Linked DNA regions of Mus musculus: regions 2, 3 and 4 are each linked to region 1. The links are chromatin contacts, called in public HiChIP or PLAC-seq maps. All regions are on one chromosome and are shown on one strand. Each heading gives the region's core, a stretch centred on a gene start, on an enhancer-like site or on the middle of the called end of the contact. The rest is flanking DNA. Distances are from core to core; before and after follow the strand shown.

Evidence for each region. HiChIP or PLAC-seq counts read pairs in DNA pulled down with a chosen protein or histone mark.
Region 2: a FOXA1 HiChIP or PLAC-seq map of pancreatic cancer cells shows a contact between it and region 1. The contact joins the promoter of Gss here to the promoter of Epb41l1 in region 1. A contact is called at or near these places in 2 of 39 promoter capture datasets (liver and pre-B cells) and 2 of 115 datasets of contacts at active chromatin or transcription factors (embryonic stem cells and pancreatic cancer cells).
Region 3: an H3K4me3 HiChIP or PLAC-seq map of fetal liver shows a contact between it and region 1, with 4 times the contacts expected there. The contact joins the promoter of Soga1 here to the promoter of Epb41l1 in region 1. A contact is called at or near these places in 1 of 39 promoter capture datasets (hematopoietic stem and progenitor cells) and 1 of 115 datasets of contacts at active chromatin or transcription factors (fetal liver).
Region 4: a FOXA1 HiChIP or PLAC-seq map of pancreatic cancer cells shows a contact between it and region 1. The contact joins the promoter of Dsn1 here to the promoter of Epb41l1 in region 1. A contact is called at or near these places in 1 of 484 Hi-C or Micro-C datasets (embryonic stem cells) and 1 of 115 datasets of contacts at active chromatin or transcription factors (pancreatic cancer cells).

The regions. Positions count from the first base shown.
Region 1 is chr2:156,419,048-156,422,657 of GRCm38.p6, reverse strand. Epb41l1 (erythrocyte membrane protein band 4.1 like 1) reads right to left here and starts at 1,567. Exons shown (of 25, transcript NM_001368800.1): 1 at 1,359-1,567.
Region 2 is chr2:155,591,209-155,594,818 of GRCm38.p6, reverse strand. Gss (glutathione synthetase) reads left to right here and starts at 2,009. Exons shown (of 13, transcript NM_008180.2): 1 at 2,009-2,125. Gssos2 (a long non-coding RNA gene) reads right to left here. Exons shown (of 5, transcript XR_001783522.2): 4 at 2,651-2,796; 5 at 293-2,367.
Region 3 is chr2:157,077,435-157,081,044 of GRCm38.p6, reverse strand. It overlaps Soga1 (suppressor of glucose, autophagy associated 1), which reads left to right and starts at 1,780. Exons shown (of 15, transcript NM_001164663.1): 1 at 1,780-2,816. The coding sequence starts at 2,136. It also overlaps a transcript of Tldc2 not described here.
Region 4 is chr2:157,005,421-157,009,030 of GRCm38.p6, reverse strand. It overlaps Dsn1 (DSN1 homolog, MIS12 kinetochore complex component), which reads left to right and starts at 1,956. Exons shown (of 11, transcript NM_025853.3): 1 at 1,956-2,056; 2 at 3,158-3,183; 3 at 3,540-3,610. The coding sequence starts at 3,159.

The DNA of each region.
Region 1 (3,610 bases), core at 318-2,817:
AGCCTCTCTAGATCCTTGTCAAACCTAGTCTACCTACATTTCAGTACCAGTATCTGAACCCGGCAGACAGTGACTAAATCCGCAAACTTCCCTGTAATCTTGTTTTTCAAATATAGGGGGCTTTCTATTCTGTTCCAGTTAGCAGCAAAATGGCACTTCTCTTACTGTCCCCATCCTGGCTCGCCAATACACAAACAGCTTACACACTCATAAAAAAAAAAAACAAACCAGATATACCAGAACTTATCAAAACAAATGCACATATACATCCAGAGATATTTTGTTTATTCTTCATCAGTAAAATGTACAAATGCACCTAAATGCACAAGAAATATACAGGGAGAATGCACACACTCACCCAGACTAGACATGCATGCAGTGCCCAAAACATGGGGGAAGAGATACAGAAACACATCTCTCTCAAAGTATGAAGACCTTCTGAGAGGGGATTCCTTGGAGTGGGGCGCTGGCCATTTAAGATAGTGATCAGTTTTACTAGTCTTTGTAGGGTACCTAGGCTGCTGCCCTTCCGAACAGTGTCCAGGGTGAGGGTGGAGGGTACCTAACCAGGCTGGGCTGTAGCTGGCCAGGGTGATGGTCGTTACACAGCAAGGAAACATATCACAGAACCCCGCTGAGGGGCCTCTGTTGCTTCTACCCACACCCATGCCTGCGCACAGACACACCCTCTTCACACCTAATCCCCCACCCCACCCCTCACAAACACACACCCGGGATTTGAGCAGGCCACGCCCTCTGCTTCAGCTCAGCTGGGAGCCAGGCTCCACTGGCAGTAGGGCTCTCCCGTACCCCGGGTGTGGCTGCCCACCTGCCAGCAGGGAGTCTCCACTCAGCTAAGACGCCCCCGCCGCTGCTGCTACCCACTTCCTCGGCCAGTGCCGGGCTCCGGGCGACGCCAGCGCCTCGGCTGCCGCCCCCACCCCCTTCCTCCCGGCAGTGCGGAGACAAAGCCGAGCACACGCACACAGGGGCTACGCGGGTGCACACCCGCCCTCACACGCGCACACACACGGGGAGTCACACTGGCGTGCACACAGCGAAACACACACACACGAACACTCACATACACCCGCCATAGGCTTCAGCCACAAGCGAAGCCATCATCAGCATAGGCACACTGCCTCATCCAGATGTACACACTGTTACACATTGGGACACACCCTCTCTAGGCACATCTCCGGATAAGCAAACCAGGGCACACAGACCCTTACCAGATTAGTACACCACCCAGCCCCTTACTCAGATGCACACGCACGTACACACCACTTGCACCGACCCACAGACACACGCGCGTTCACATTAAACGCACACCCGGAGATGTGGACCCCGACACGTACCCGCAAAGACACGAATCGTAGCTTCGGCCACGCACGTCCTCCAGCACGCGAGCTCGGGACGTAGCAACAGCCTGCTCGGTCTCCGCGCCCTGCTAACCTGGCGGCGGCGGCGCGGCTTCCGGGAGCCGTCTGTCTGTCTGTCTCTGAGTCCCTTCGTCCAGTGGCCGCCCAGGCAGGCTCCAAGACGCTCCGGAGCTGCGCAGAAATGCCCCGCTCGCTCTCTCGCTCGCTCGCTCGTTCGCTCCCTCCCACGGCGCTCAGCCCCCTCCCCGCCCGCTCCGCACACCCCCTCTCCCCCTCTGCCCCGCCCCGCCAGCTCCCTGGGAGGAGGCGGCGGCGATCCGGGCCAGGCAGCGTCCGAAGGGTGTGCGAGTAGCGAGCGCGACCCACTGGCCCCAAGAGCCGAGCTGCCCAGGAGCAGGCGCGTCCGATCCCAGGGAGGGGAACTCGGAGGGGTGTGCGCCCCGCGAGCCCGCGCCGCTGGCTTCCCCCACGTGGGACAGACGCCCACCAGAGCCTAGGCAGAGCTCAGAGGCCGAGGCGAGCAGCGGGACCACGAAGACGAGACTCTCCACGGAGCCTCCTCTCCCTCCAGGTCCCAGCCCCGTGGGCTCGGCCTTACTCCACCTCCTAGAGAGTCGCCACCGGCACCAAGTCTGCTTCACCTCGCCTTTGACTGAGAGCTTGGCGTTCAGGCCGGTAGCCTGGGCTAACCTGGGGGACCAGCAGCACCACTGGCCTCCACTCCCTCCAGCAGGGACCTGGCCGACGCCCACTACCCTTCAGCCTCCCTCCTATTGTTCGGGCGGCCTAAGCTGCGGAGCTGTGGAGGACCACGCAGCTCTTTCCAACCAGTCTGAGGTGGCAGTCCTTTGGCACTCTTTGGAAGCAAGGGCCGAGCCCCTGGTCCCAAGACCCTGGGGACCCACAGGCCCAAGCATGCCCAAAGTCAAGCGTTTCTCTGAATTATGATTATATCCGCCCTGGACCTTACAGGCTCCTGCCGGAAGGTACTGCTTTGAACACACACGTAAAGCTAAGCATAGGAAAAGGACAAAGTAACGAAAACAGTGAACCTAGAATAGTATCCATAGAAGGTAGGGCGTCTATGGGGTTAGCTGAAGAAACTGAGCTTGGGTTCCCAGAGCAAGGGCCAGACCTCAGAAGGCCAGGAATACCAAGCCTCCTTTGTTAGACTTTGAAGGGAAGAAAAGGAAGAAGTAAATGTAAGAACTTACCGGGTTTTATTAGAGGCCTCTGCATGGGTAACAACCTAGGCAAATGACTCCAAAATGTAAACACCTTCACCTCTTGTGACCTTACCTTATCTTAAGTGGTAGCTGGGATCCACCTGAGTCTGCCCCAGGTAGCACAGAATCAAAGGCTAGGCCAGTAATTCTGGTTCTTCACTGCGGTCCCATCTCCTCCTCCCCACCCCCACCACTCTGCTACAGGATGCTAAGAGCAGATTGGAATCAAACAGCTGAATAGATAAATCCAGAAGGGGAGGCCTGGTTTGGACCTCCAGGGACATTGATAAACTGAGAGGACAAAACTAAGGAAACCAAGGCCCTACCTAAGACAGGACTCAGCAGTGCTCACTCAGCCGCTCCACTGCATGGAAGAAATACTTCCATGTCTCATTTCATCTGTACAGTTGCAACAGACGGTAGCCGTGAGCACAAAGTCACTAAGGAGCTTGGAAAGGGGCAGAGGCAGGATCCTGGACGTTGATTTTGAACTCCCATATTTAGCCATCAGGCCAGCCCTGAATGTGAGGTGGCAGTAATTGACCTACTCCAGTCAGCACCCACCATGACAGGATTCTGTTTATGGGTGTTTTCTGTCTCCATGTAGTTTCCTGATACCAAGCACAGACCCTGATTCGGAGACCTAATTTGTTAAACAACTATCTCATGGCATGGGCATGGCTCCGATGCCCTCTGCTCTGGGGCGAGGGACTGTTATCACTGGTTTTAGATGAAGCGGAGGAAATCTGAACTGCTAATCAGATCTGCTGCTGTCAGGAGGAGATAGAGACAGAGAGGAAGAGACAGCGAGAGACAGAGGGGCAGAGAGAACACTGTGGAAACCAGAATAAGTTTCCAGAAGATCTCGACAGGCTTGAAGACTGAGCTGGAACTTACAGAAGGAGCTGCCGTGCAGAATAAGTGTAAGGTATGATCCGGCGAGAAATTTCTATGATCCTACTGTCTGCAGCCACCGGCTACCTGTGGCTACTGCGCAGTTAG
Region 2 (3,610 bases), core at 760-3,259, 830 kb after region 1:
CAGTAAATCATCCAAGGAGAGGAGCGGGAAGGGGCTACGATTTCCCGGGATGGCAAGTCCTTCATTCCCTCTTATTATCAACCAGGTCACTTTGGACAAGTTAGATCACCTCTCAGGCTCAGCTGCCATATCTACAAAACAGAAATGAAGCCACTTCACCTCCCACAATGTGAGGAGACCCAGCCAAAGGGCCATTAACATCTGGGTCCTCCCCAAATGTCACCCATAATCACCAGATAGACCATTGCTGATCCATCTTAGAAGAAAGGAAGCTGTATAGAGAGTCCTGGGCCTTGGTGCTTTTGTTTTTATTATAATTTCATTTTTGTTTGTTTTGGTTTTGAGATAAGATCTAACTAACTCTGGCTGGCCTGGAACTGGTTATGTAAACCAGGCTGGTCTAGAACTCACTGAGATCCTCCTGCCTCTGCCTTCCAAAGGCTGGAATTAAAGGTACAAGCCAGCACTTACTCCCTGCGTACTGTAATTCATTTAGTACCAGAAATAGCTACCTTTACCTCTGGTTAATACAGTGACTTTTGTCTGTCAGTCGGGGCAGCTGCTTCCTACCTGGTCATTATAGAAGCAATAAGAAAAAGGTATCAGACCACAAACATTATTCTGGCAACAGCCAGATCACCTCCCTGCCAACTCTGTCCCATTCATACGAGACATCTGGAGGGCTGTCCTTCCTAGACTGGAGAGAGGCACCTGCTTTATCTAAAGAGTTGGAAGGATTTTGGTCCCTGGGTTAGGCCACTGATTTACAGTCAGTAGAAATTCTCCTTCATAAATCTCTCTTCAATTTGACATTCCCCCTCCCCTTTTTTCCCTTCACAGCGATGGCTTGGAGCCTCACCAACTTACAGCTAACTCTGGATCATGTCTGTCTGTACCTAATATATAGAATGGCGTCTTGTCTCTGCTAAATCTCCAGCCTCAAGGTTTCTTCCTGAGGCCAGCTCTTAACAGCCTGCCCCACACTCTAGAGCCCACCTTTTATTTACACCAAACCAATTAGGAGTTTGCTATCTTAGGCATAATTCCCTAGGGTTTGATCAGATACATTCATTTCAGGAAAATTTTTATCAGAAAGGAACATCTTTTTTTAAAATCAGGTATATATAGTGGCTATTCCTGATTGTCAACTTGACTATATCTGGAATGAACTACAATCCAGAATTGGAAGGTTCACCTGTGATCCTAATCTGGAGACTGGGAGATACAAGTTTCTGACCTGGATCTTGGCATGGAGATCTTGAGGCCTAGTGACTATGAATTCCAGAAGATTAAGACAGGGAGACCTCTGAGTTTAAGGTCATCTGGGACAAAGCAAGTCCCAGATCCAGGCACACACTTTTAATCTGAGCCACACCTTCTGATGGAGACCTACATAAGGACATTGGAAGAAGGAAGATTAGCTCTTCTTTGCCCTGCTTGCCTTGTGGGACTGAGCTAGATCCTTGGACTGACATTCACAGCTGCTGTTGACCATTGTTGGGGAGTTGGACTACAGACTGTAAGTCATCTACAAATTCCCTCACTATATAGAGACTACCCATAAGTTCTGTGACTAGAGAACCCTGACTAATACAAGATAACTCAGATTTTGAATCAACCTCTCACAGTCTAGGGAAAACAAAGTTAAATTACTGTAGGTTGCCAGAGGATGAGGGGTCTGTATAGAGGGAAGAGGATAATGAACTTGCATATTTACAAACAGCCCCATGGGGGCTGAAGACAGGGGTGGCTAAGAGAACTTTTGCTCTGGGTTCCCAGAGGATGCGACGCTCTCTTCTGCCTTTGAGTGTCCCCATCTCACAGCGTGCCACTAGCTCTAACTCTCTGGGAACTAAGCTAACAGGTAGCATCCCGCCGTTGTAGCCACAACCAAGGCTCTCCCTAGAGTACCGACGTATTCCTTAAAGCCCAGGTCACTGCTCATGTAATGCCCCTTCCCGGCCGCCGTCCAGTTCCATAAACACAGGGCTCCTTCCCCACCCCTCCTCTTTAGCCTTGCGGGGCGGTCTGCGCAGGCGCACTGGGTCGTACCGAAGCCCCGCCCCCCGAGCCCGGGTAACGGCGTGCGGAGTTTGAGCTTGGCGAGCAGCTGGACAACGAGCGAGTAAGTCGGGGCTTCGCGACGGCGGCTGGCGAGGGTCAAGTTTCCTTGGGAGGAGAGCGGTGAGGGAGGGGTCTGAGAGCGATTAGAACGCGGCGAGCGGGCAGATGACGCGGTGGCTGGGAACGCGGCGAGCACCGGGAAACTTGTGTCCAGTGAGGGGCTTGTGCTGGGCGTGCTGAACCTAGATTTCCAGATCGCCGGTTCCCAGCTCGGACACTGTTAGCGAGGCTAGAGCCAGAGTTCTAGGGAAAATAAACAAGCCACCATCAAAAACTGGGAGAGATCAGGAACAAACTTTGTCTAGGGATGGGGAGCGGACGGGGCCCATCACGGGGACAAGACAGGACAAGCGACTGTGTTGTAGCCCGAGGCCCTGAGCCCGCACTCGCCTCGCCCAGGGGATTAAAGTCCAACGGGATTTCTGTGTGGGCGTTTTAAAGTTTTTCGTGATTCATTCACCACTTACTTATTTAACCTTCAATGAAGTATCAAGGCAAATGCTATTTTTATGATAGAGGTACGAACCTGGACAGAGAAATCCGGCGATGGCTTCCAAAACAGAATCAAGAGTTGGGGGTACAGAGGCTGGGGATGTAGCTCAGTGGGAGAACCTTTAAGCCACGAGGAAAGCAGGAAAGCGAGGAAAGCAGGAAAGCGTCATCATCCAAGATCTGAAAGTAAGAGAGAGAGGCTGGTGTGTTTTAGTCACTTAAGATGCCTTTACTACTCTGAAAGTGCCCAGGAAGAGGAGTGGGTTGGCAGTAGAGGCAGACATGAGGGAATTCAAAGCGCTGCATTTAGTCAGCAGAATCCACAGGACTGGAAGAAATGGGCTGTAAGAGAAAAGTGCACGTGAGGCTGGGATGTCAGGGTGAGACTCATTAGAGGAGGACCGCCCCAGGGAGCAGGAGGAGTGTTCTAGATTGAAAACCAGGAAAGAACTTGCTGTGTAAATACAAACTTGAGTGTCACCAGCCAAACAAGTCACAGAACAGTTAAATCTGTAGAAAGGAAAACAAGGGGCCCAGTTAGCATTGTCTAGTTATTACTAGTATAGTGTTTTTGTTCATGAATATGCATGGACACCCAAACACTGGTGTGTGTGTGTGTGTGTGTGTATGTATGTGTGTGTGTGAGATGCAGATGTGCTGTCAGTGTTTGTATGTGAGGGTGCCCTGAGCATCAGGTGTCTTCCCTGATCAGTGCACTTCCTCTCTGCACCTCTGGGATTATAGCCTGCTCACTATCTGCCCAGGATTTATGTGCATAATTGGGGGTCTGAGCTCTTTACCTGCTAGCCCCCTCCTTCGCCCTCTACCTTATTTTTTTTGTTTTTAAAGACAGGGCCTTACTGAACCTGGAGCTCACTCGCATTCACTAACCAGCAAGCTGCAAATGTCCAGCTGTCATGATCTCCCCAGCACTGCAAGTTCAAAGCTAGCCTAGCCTGAGCGCCAGGCCAGCCAGGGCTGTATCTCCAACAGC
Region 3 (3,610 bases), core at 531-3,030, 660 kb before region 1:
CAGTCTGGACTACAGAGTGAGTTTCAGGACAGCCAGGGCTACACAGAGAAACCCTGTCTCGAAAAGCCAAAAAAAAGTTCCTTAATCCTTCTGAGACAAGAGTTGACAGACTTTTGTACTCCCAGCTGTTTGGAAAGCTTAAGCCCATGAATTCAAGGCCAGCCTGGCAATAAAATGAGACACCATCTTGAGAGAGAGGTGTGGGGGGAGAATTCTAAGATTCTTTGTTGAAATATGGAGCATGGTCTGCATTAGTGCCTACCCAGCTGAGGATGGTCTCATGCATATGCCCTCACACTGCAAAAACCCATGTTCTATAGGAAGCAACAAGTTTCAAGAACTGCACATTCTCTCTGTATCACTTCAATGAGCCCCTTAAGAGCAGGGACAATCACGATAATGAACTTGTAATGGACCCATTAGAGCAGGCTAGGACTGGACTCCGCGGCTTGGGTGTAGGAGGACTCCCCAGGGTCCTCAGGGTTCCCAGGTGCTAGGCAGACCTGCTTGTACTTCGAGGTGGATGGTGGGTCAATAAAAGAAAAAGGAGTAGACCTTGAACTAGTTGGCCATGATGTAGGTCAGGTTAGGAGAAAGGGGAGGAGCCAAAGTAAAGATGAGGGAAGAAGAGGAGGACGAGGAACCCATGGAAAAGAAGGGGGAAAAGAGAAGGGGAGAGAAAGACCGAGAAGGGTCTAAAGGAAGAAAAAGAGGCTGCATAGTGTGTGTGTGTGTGTGTGTGTGTGTGTGTGTGTGTACGAGCTACCTTCTGGGTGGCAAGAGACTGGGCAGCTACCATGCTGATGAGTGCCTTCCCAGGGCCAAAGAACTTACTATGGTTTAGGCACAGTGTGGAGAGGGCAGAGGTGAGGAAGGTGTAAGGGATTCTGAGAAATTAACTCTGATAGCCTGAATAGCTCAAGAGGAAAGAAACCATGCCCACCAATACTGGGGCCTTGGAGTCTGTGGTGGAGTCAATCTGACCCTGTTGGTATTCAGGGTCACAGTCCCATGCCAGCCCCTAACCGGCCTAGAACCTGCCCCCTAAGCACCTAACGGTCTGGCATCCTCAAGGCACAGCCTGAAGTTAATCGCAAAGACCATGAAATTGGGGTCGGGGAGACAAGACTATGCCCGGGTTCATAGGCAACTAGGGTGTGCAAGATCCAAGATGCACGCGGAACGCCACGGTTCCAATGGCAGCGGACAGATAGACGAGGCAAAAGGAGTCCAGCATACTCTGTAGGATCCATCCTGCTTCCTTCTCAGACCAAGAACCGACCGCGTGCCAGGTCGTGTTCAGTTTAAGGTTCTATAGGATGGGGTCGTTTGTCATGCCCAGTTAAAGGGGGCGGAGTTCGCGCAGGCTCAGCACCCACAAGGGGCGCGCGGCGCGGTGCTGGGTGTGCATGGATGCTGGCTCCGGCCCTTTGAGGTCCGCGGGGCCTCTGCCAGGGAATAGTCTCTCCTGTCGTCCACGAGGCCCCTACGGCGACGCCGGGCTTCCAGGCTCCTCGGCCGGGTGTGATCCCCCAGCCCGCAGAGGAGCGGCCGGCGGCCCGGAGCGGCGGGAGCGAGCCGAGGCCGCGGCTGCCCGGGCCCGCCTGACCCTCGAGGGGGTCGCTGTTGCCTCGCGGATCCCTCCCTCGCTCCCCGCTCGCGTCCCTCCCCGCTGCTCCCGCCGCGTCCGCCTTTTGTTCGCCGAGCCGCGCGCCCCCGAGCCGAGGCGGCGGGGCGGGGAGCTGGCGGGGCTGCGTGGGGGGCGGGCCGCGCCGGGCGGAGCCGGGGCCCTGGCCTCAGCCGGACTGGGAGTCCGAGGCGGCGATCGCCGAGCAGGCTGCAGTCGGGGTCCGGGCGCACTCCGGGGGCGCGGCGAGGCGGAGGGGGCGGGCACCGGGCGGAGCCGGAGTCGGAGTCGCGGCGCCTGGAGGAGATCGGGCCGCGCGCTGAGAGCACCGAGTGGCGGAGAGGCCGCGCGGCGCGGGGCAGGGCCCGAGCGCAGCCCCCGGACGCAGGAGACCGGAGCGCAGTCGCGGCCTGAGCGGCGGGAGCGCATCCGAGACCCGCCGCAGGGACACCCAAGCCGGCCACTCCCGGGCCATGCGCGCCGCTCGCTGAGACCCGGGGAGGCCGCGATGGAGACGCCAGCGGGAGAGTCATCGGCGCGGGGCTACGGCCCCCCGCCTGCGCCCGCGCCCGCCGCGGAGAGGAAGAAAAGCCACCGCGCGCCATCACCAGCCCGGCCCAAGGACGTGGCCGGCTGGTCTCTGGCCAAAGGCCGCCGCGGCACAGGCCCGGGCTCCGCTACAGCCTGTGGCACCGCGTCCTCGGCGAGGCCCGACAAGAAGGGGCGCGCGGTGGCTCCTGGTACCCGAGGCACGGGGCCTCGGGTGGCCGGGGTGCGCACGGGGGTCCGCGCCAAGGGTCGCCCTCGTCCCGGTACCGGGCCCCGCCCGCCGCCGCCGCCGCCCAGCCTCACGGACAGTAGCTCCGAGGTGTCGGACTGCGCGTCGGAGGAGGCGCGCCAGTTGGGCCTGGAGCTGGCGCTGAGCAGCGACGCCGAGTCTGCGGCGGGCGGCCCGGCGGGGACCCGCACCGGGCAGCCGCCCCAGCCAGCGCAGTCGGGGCAGCAGCCTCCGCGGCCTCCCGCCTCCCCGGATGAGCCGTCGGTGGCCGCATCGTCGGTGGGCAGCAGCCGCTTGCCACTCAGCGCCTCGCTAGCCTTCTCCGACCTCACCGAGGAGATGCTGGACTGTGGGCCCGGAGGCTTGGTGCGGGAGCTGGAAGAGCTGCGTTCCGAGAACGACTATCTCAAGGTGGGGACCTGGGGGGGATGGGGGAGGCGCAGGGGCGGGAGAGGACTGGTCATCCGGGCTCAAGAGTCCAGGGCGCTGACCAAGCAGGGAGAGTGCCCCACCTTCTCTTCCCACTTTTCCGGTGAGGAGGATTATGGATAAGACACCGAGTAAAGGACCCCAATGTGCACTTTCCCACCCGCGGTAAAACTGTTTTAGAGGACACGTTCTGATGGGTGAGTGGGGATAGTCAGCCAAGGCTGACCTTCCCCCCCTCTAACCTGCCCAGGACCCCGGTCCCAGATCAGCAGGCTTTCTCGGCTCTCTGTTCTGGAACCAATGTCCGTGTGTTAGGCTGCCAGGGAAACCGTGCTATCCCCTGGCAAGGAGAGGCAGAACACCATCCTAAGTCCTTACCCAGGGCTTCCCCGGCAGGCCTGTCCTCGCCTGCCTTTTGGGGCGGATCCAGTTTGAAAGCGTGACATCTGGGAACATCCCCTTGGCTCGAGTCCACTTCCGCCCAGTCTAACGGTCCCACAGCCTGGGAGGATGATGTCGTGGGAGAACTGGTTCAGAGGCCACTTCCTCAATCCCAGGATATTGTCTTCTGTCCCCTCTGAGAGAGGTTTGGGCAGACTTGGCCCGTGCTCCCTGTGGGAAGAGGGAAACTGTCCTGCTGGTTAGGGGTATTCCCTCTGTGTGTGGGCCTGGAGAGCTGTCTGGGAGAAGCAATCGTCGGTGACTGGGCACCTAGGTGCAGCCCATGCTCTGGCTGCCTCTTCTTTGACATGGTGGCAGCTATGGGGACAGTCCTG
Region 4 (3,610 bases), core at 707-3,206, 590 kb before region 1:
CCATAAGTCCCGTTGACAGATGGGAACCAGTCTTACCAGTCTCGGAGGAATGCTGTTTTTTATTTAACTGCCAGAAATTCTCCTATGGTCCAGTTTTAGCTCATTTCTGGATATTTGGACAGCCTAAGACCCAATGCTTAACTTTTATAGATCTCCTTGAGGGTTTGGGGGAGGAGAGGGATGGCTAACAACAGCCAGACCTGTGCCAGCCATGGAGGATATAATAAATGGGCCTGGAAAATAAGATGTTTAGCATCAATTATGGAAGTTGGGAGCCCCAGGGGAGCACACCCAGGGTTGGAATGTTGAGCAGACAAAGGGGATGGTAGTGGATTGTAGGCAGGAAACAGAGGAGAGGCTCAGAGAGAGAAAGCCTGGGAGAAAGAGGCAAAACCAGGCATGGTGGCAATACTTGGGAGGGAAAGACAGGAGGGTCAGAAGTTACAGTGTCATCTTTGGCTATATACTGAGGCCAGCCTGGGGTACATGAGAACCTGCTTTAAAGTAACCAGAAAGGGGGTGGGGAAATGAAGTTAAGAAATGAAACTTTGATGTGGAACAGGGCAAGAATCTGTATGCATCTTATTAACAGAAGGGAGCCACGGAAGACTTCCGAGCAAGGATGTTTACTGGGACTGGATTCCACGAGGCAGTGATCTCAGTGTGTCCCAACATGGCCAGCTCTGGCCGGGAATATTAAGTTCTGTTTTGGGGACATCAACACATGAGGTGCTCCAGGAAGTGATATTCAGGAATAAGAACACACCTCTTCCAGATAGCTGTTGAAACTATTAGACCAGAATGGCAGAGTAGAAACTTCTGGAATACACATTTCTACCTCTTACCAAAAAACTTCCAAGGGACCACAATTACTTCAAAATGGTCAAAATTATCAAAATTATGGTTCAGCTAGCCATCTTCTGCTTTTTTTTTTTTTTTTTTTTTTTTTTTTGGTTTTTTGAGACAGGGTTTCTCTGTATAGCCCTGGCTATCCTGGAACTCACTCTGTAGACCAGGTTGGCCTCGAACTCAGAAATCCACCTGCCTCTGCCTCCCAAGTGCTGGGATTAAAGGAGTGCACCACCACTGCCAGACCCATCTTTTGCTTCTTTGTTTTTTTTGTTTGTTTTTTGTTTGTTTGTTTGAGACAGGGTCTCACTATGTATCCTTGGCTGGCCCGGGTACTAGGCTGGCCTCAAAGACACAGAGATCCTCCTGCCTCTGTCTTCCCAGTACTGGGATTAAAGGCATGCACCACCACAACTGGACCTTTGGAATCTTTCGTACTACTCTCAGTTCACAAGGTTCAGATCTGAAAGGATTCACTTCATTGATGCATGGGGGGCATTCTGATGCCTCTATACCTTGTCCTGAAGAAGACCCTCCCAGGCACGGGACAGTGGAACAGACATGAGCACTGAACATCTAGCGTCAACATAGAAGGGTGGAAGGAGAAAGGAAAGGCTTTCCAGGCAAAAAGCATGCTCGAACAAAGGAACAGAGGCAAGAATTGGCACGGGGTTGTGGCAGTAGGGTTGGCTGTTAACGCTGGCAGGGGGTGTGCTTGAACTTTGCTAGGTACTTAAGGGCCCATGGGAGGGGCCCATGGAGCAGGAAGATAGGCAGGGTACAGACTGAGCTCAGAGCTCCAGTTCTCCCTGGAGAAAGTCACTGTCCAGACTTTTGGAATCAAAGAGATAGAGGGGAAGCCATGGCCTGGAACAGCACCACACCCATAGGTAGGATGTACGGCGGGAAAAGTCAGCAAACTGGTGTTTTGGAGAGGTCAATCCCCAGGCCTGGACGTAGCTGCAGATGTGCTTGATCTGTAGCTGGGTGAAAACGGTAGGACAAGGTGCGCTTGGGCCAGAACGTTAAATCCCGGAGTACGCAGGCGCTCCGCCGGAGGCACGGGTTGCGCGAGCCAGCGCGGAAGGCGGAGGCTGCGCACGCGCAGTTGTTCGGCGGGAGTTTCGTAAGTAGCGGAGGCAGCGGGGAACCCCGAACCGGACTGACGCGGGAGAGGACCTTCTGCGGCGACGCCGAGTTTGCAGAGGTGACCTTGGGCTTACTGGTTCAGGAACGCGGGGAGGGGAGCTGGGCTAGACCGGCGTCACGCTGGGGTTCGGGACCCGGATGTGGTTCTCCCCTGACCCGCCTCTGCCCGGCCCACCGGCCGCTCCCAGCCGCAGGGCCCCGGGGGCTCAGAGACTTTCTCCTGACAGGACGCCTGAAAGAAGGCCACTCCTCGCTCCCGGGCACTGCTGGCGTCCTTGACTCCAGATAGTGGCCTGGGACAGGTCGGAGGGCTGGGGTGGCAGCCGGGGTTACACTGCTGTGCCCCGGGAACCTGGGTCTCCCGAAAGAGTCCCTTACTCAGAGTTGTGGGACCTGTTGTTGATTGGGATAATGACGTCAGAAGGCTGTCACGTGTACAGCCTCAGAAGCGCTTCAATGTCTGTTATCCAAGCTGGAGTCTGTGTGATCACCCACGAGGATTGTGGTGATTTAGATCTTTAGAGTCTTTGTCCTTTCAGTATGGTCCCTCAGCCTCCATTCGCTTTTACCAAGCGTCCTCCACATTCAGCGGTCTTTTGGGAGGGAGACTTAGATGCAAGGTGGCGGGATGGATACTCGACCTTGCCTCTCTGTCTGTTTTCTGTGACAGGTGCTGGAAATGGGGATGTGGTGCGATCTCCAACCAGTTCTATAGAGGAAAGATGTGTGGCCTCCAAATCTGCCAAAGAGAAGTGACTGCGTATTTAAGCAGAGTTAGGGAGGAGGATGACTCTGTTTTATGGGTAGAAGGACAGATGTGGGCAGAGATTAAAAAGTAGGATTTCCAGCCATGGCAAAATCTGGAGAGAGTAAGAAGTGATGCGGGGTTTGTTTGTTTGTTTTCTCGTTTGGAAAACAAAGATCCTAAGACCTTCCACGGAACTGGGGGCTAGTGCCTCACAAAGTGAGGAGCTAAGATAGGTTCTGTAGACCGAGTTCTTGAAGACAGCAGTCAGTGATAGTAATCTTGCTGCTGAGAATCTCGGAGGAGGCAAGTGAGGGCACCTGAAGCATGAGACCTATTATGGGATAGTGAGGCCCCTGTGAGACTGGAGCTCGAACGGATCTCCTCATTTTCCTGTTTTCCTCCTTCATCCAGGATGACGTCAGTGACCAGATCAGAAGGTGAGTTTTACAGTGAAATTCAATGCCTCTTGCTTTGGGAATCAGGCTCCTGAACTATCCCAGAATCCTCCTTGGCTCCTGGTGCCTTTGGAATCACACGTGTGTGGGTTTACAAAAAGGCCTTCTCTAGGTTTCCATCACCAGGGAAATAGGTTTCCCTCCGTCCTCCTTCCCTTCTGCCTAGGCTCCTAGGAAGCTGGTCCTTCAACTGTATACCATCTTATATATTAAAGTTGCTGCAGTTAAAAAGTGGGCGTGTGCATTTTCTGTTGTCACCCTTGGCTTGGATACTTACTGAGGTTTGTATCTGAGGTAGCTTTGATTTTATATTTTGACTTTTCTATAACAAATGCTAGACCAGGAACCCACGATGTCCGAGACTCAGGATCGTCCATTGCAGCCAAGTCTCAAGCCTTTGGAAGCATTG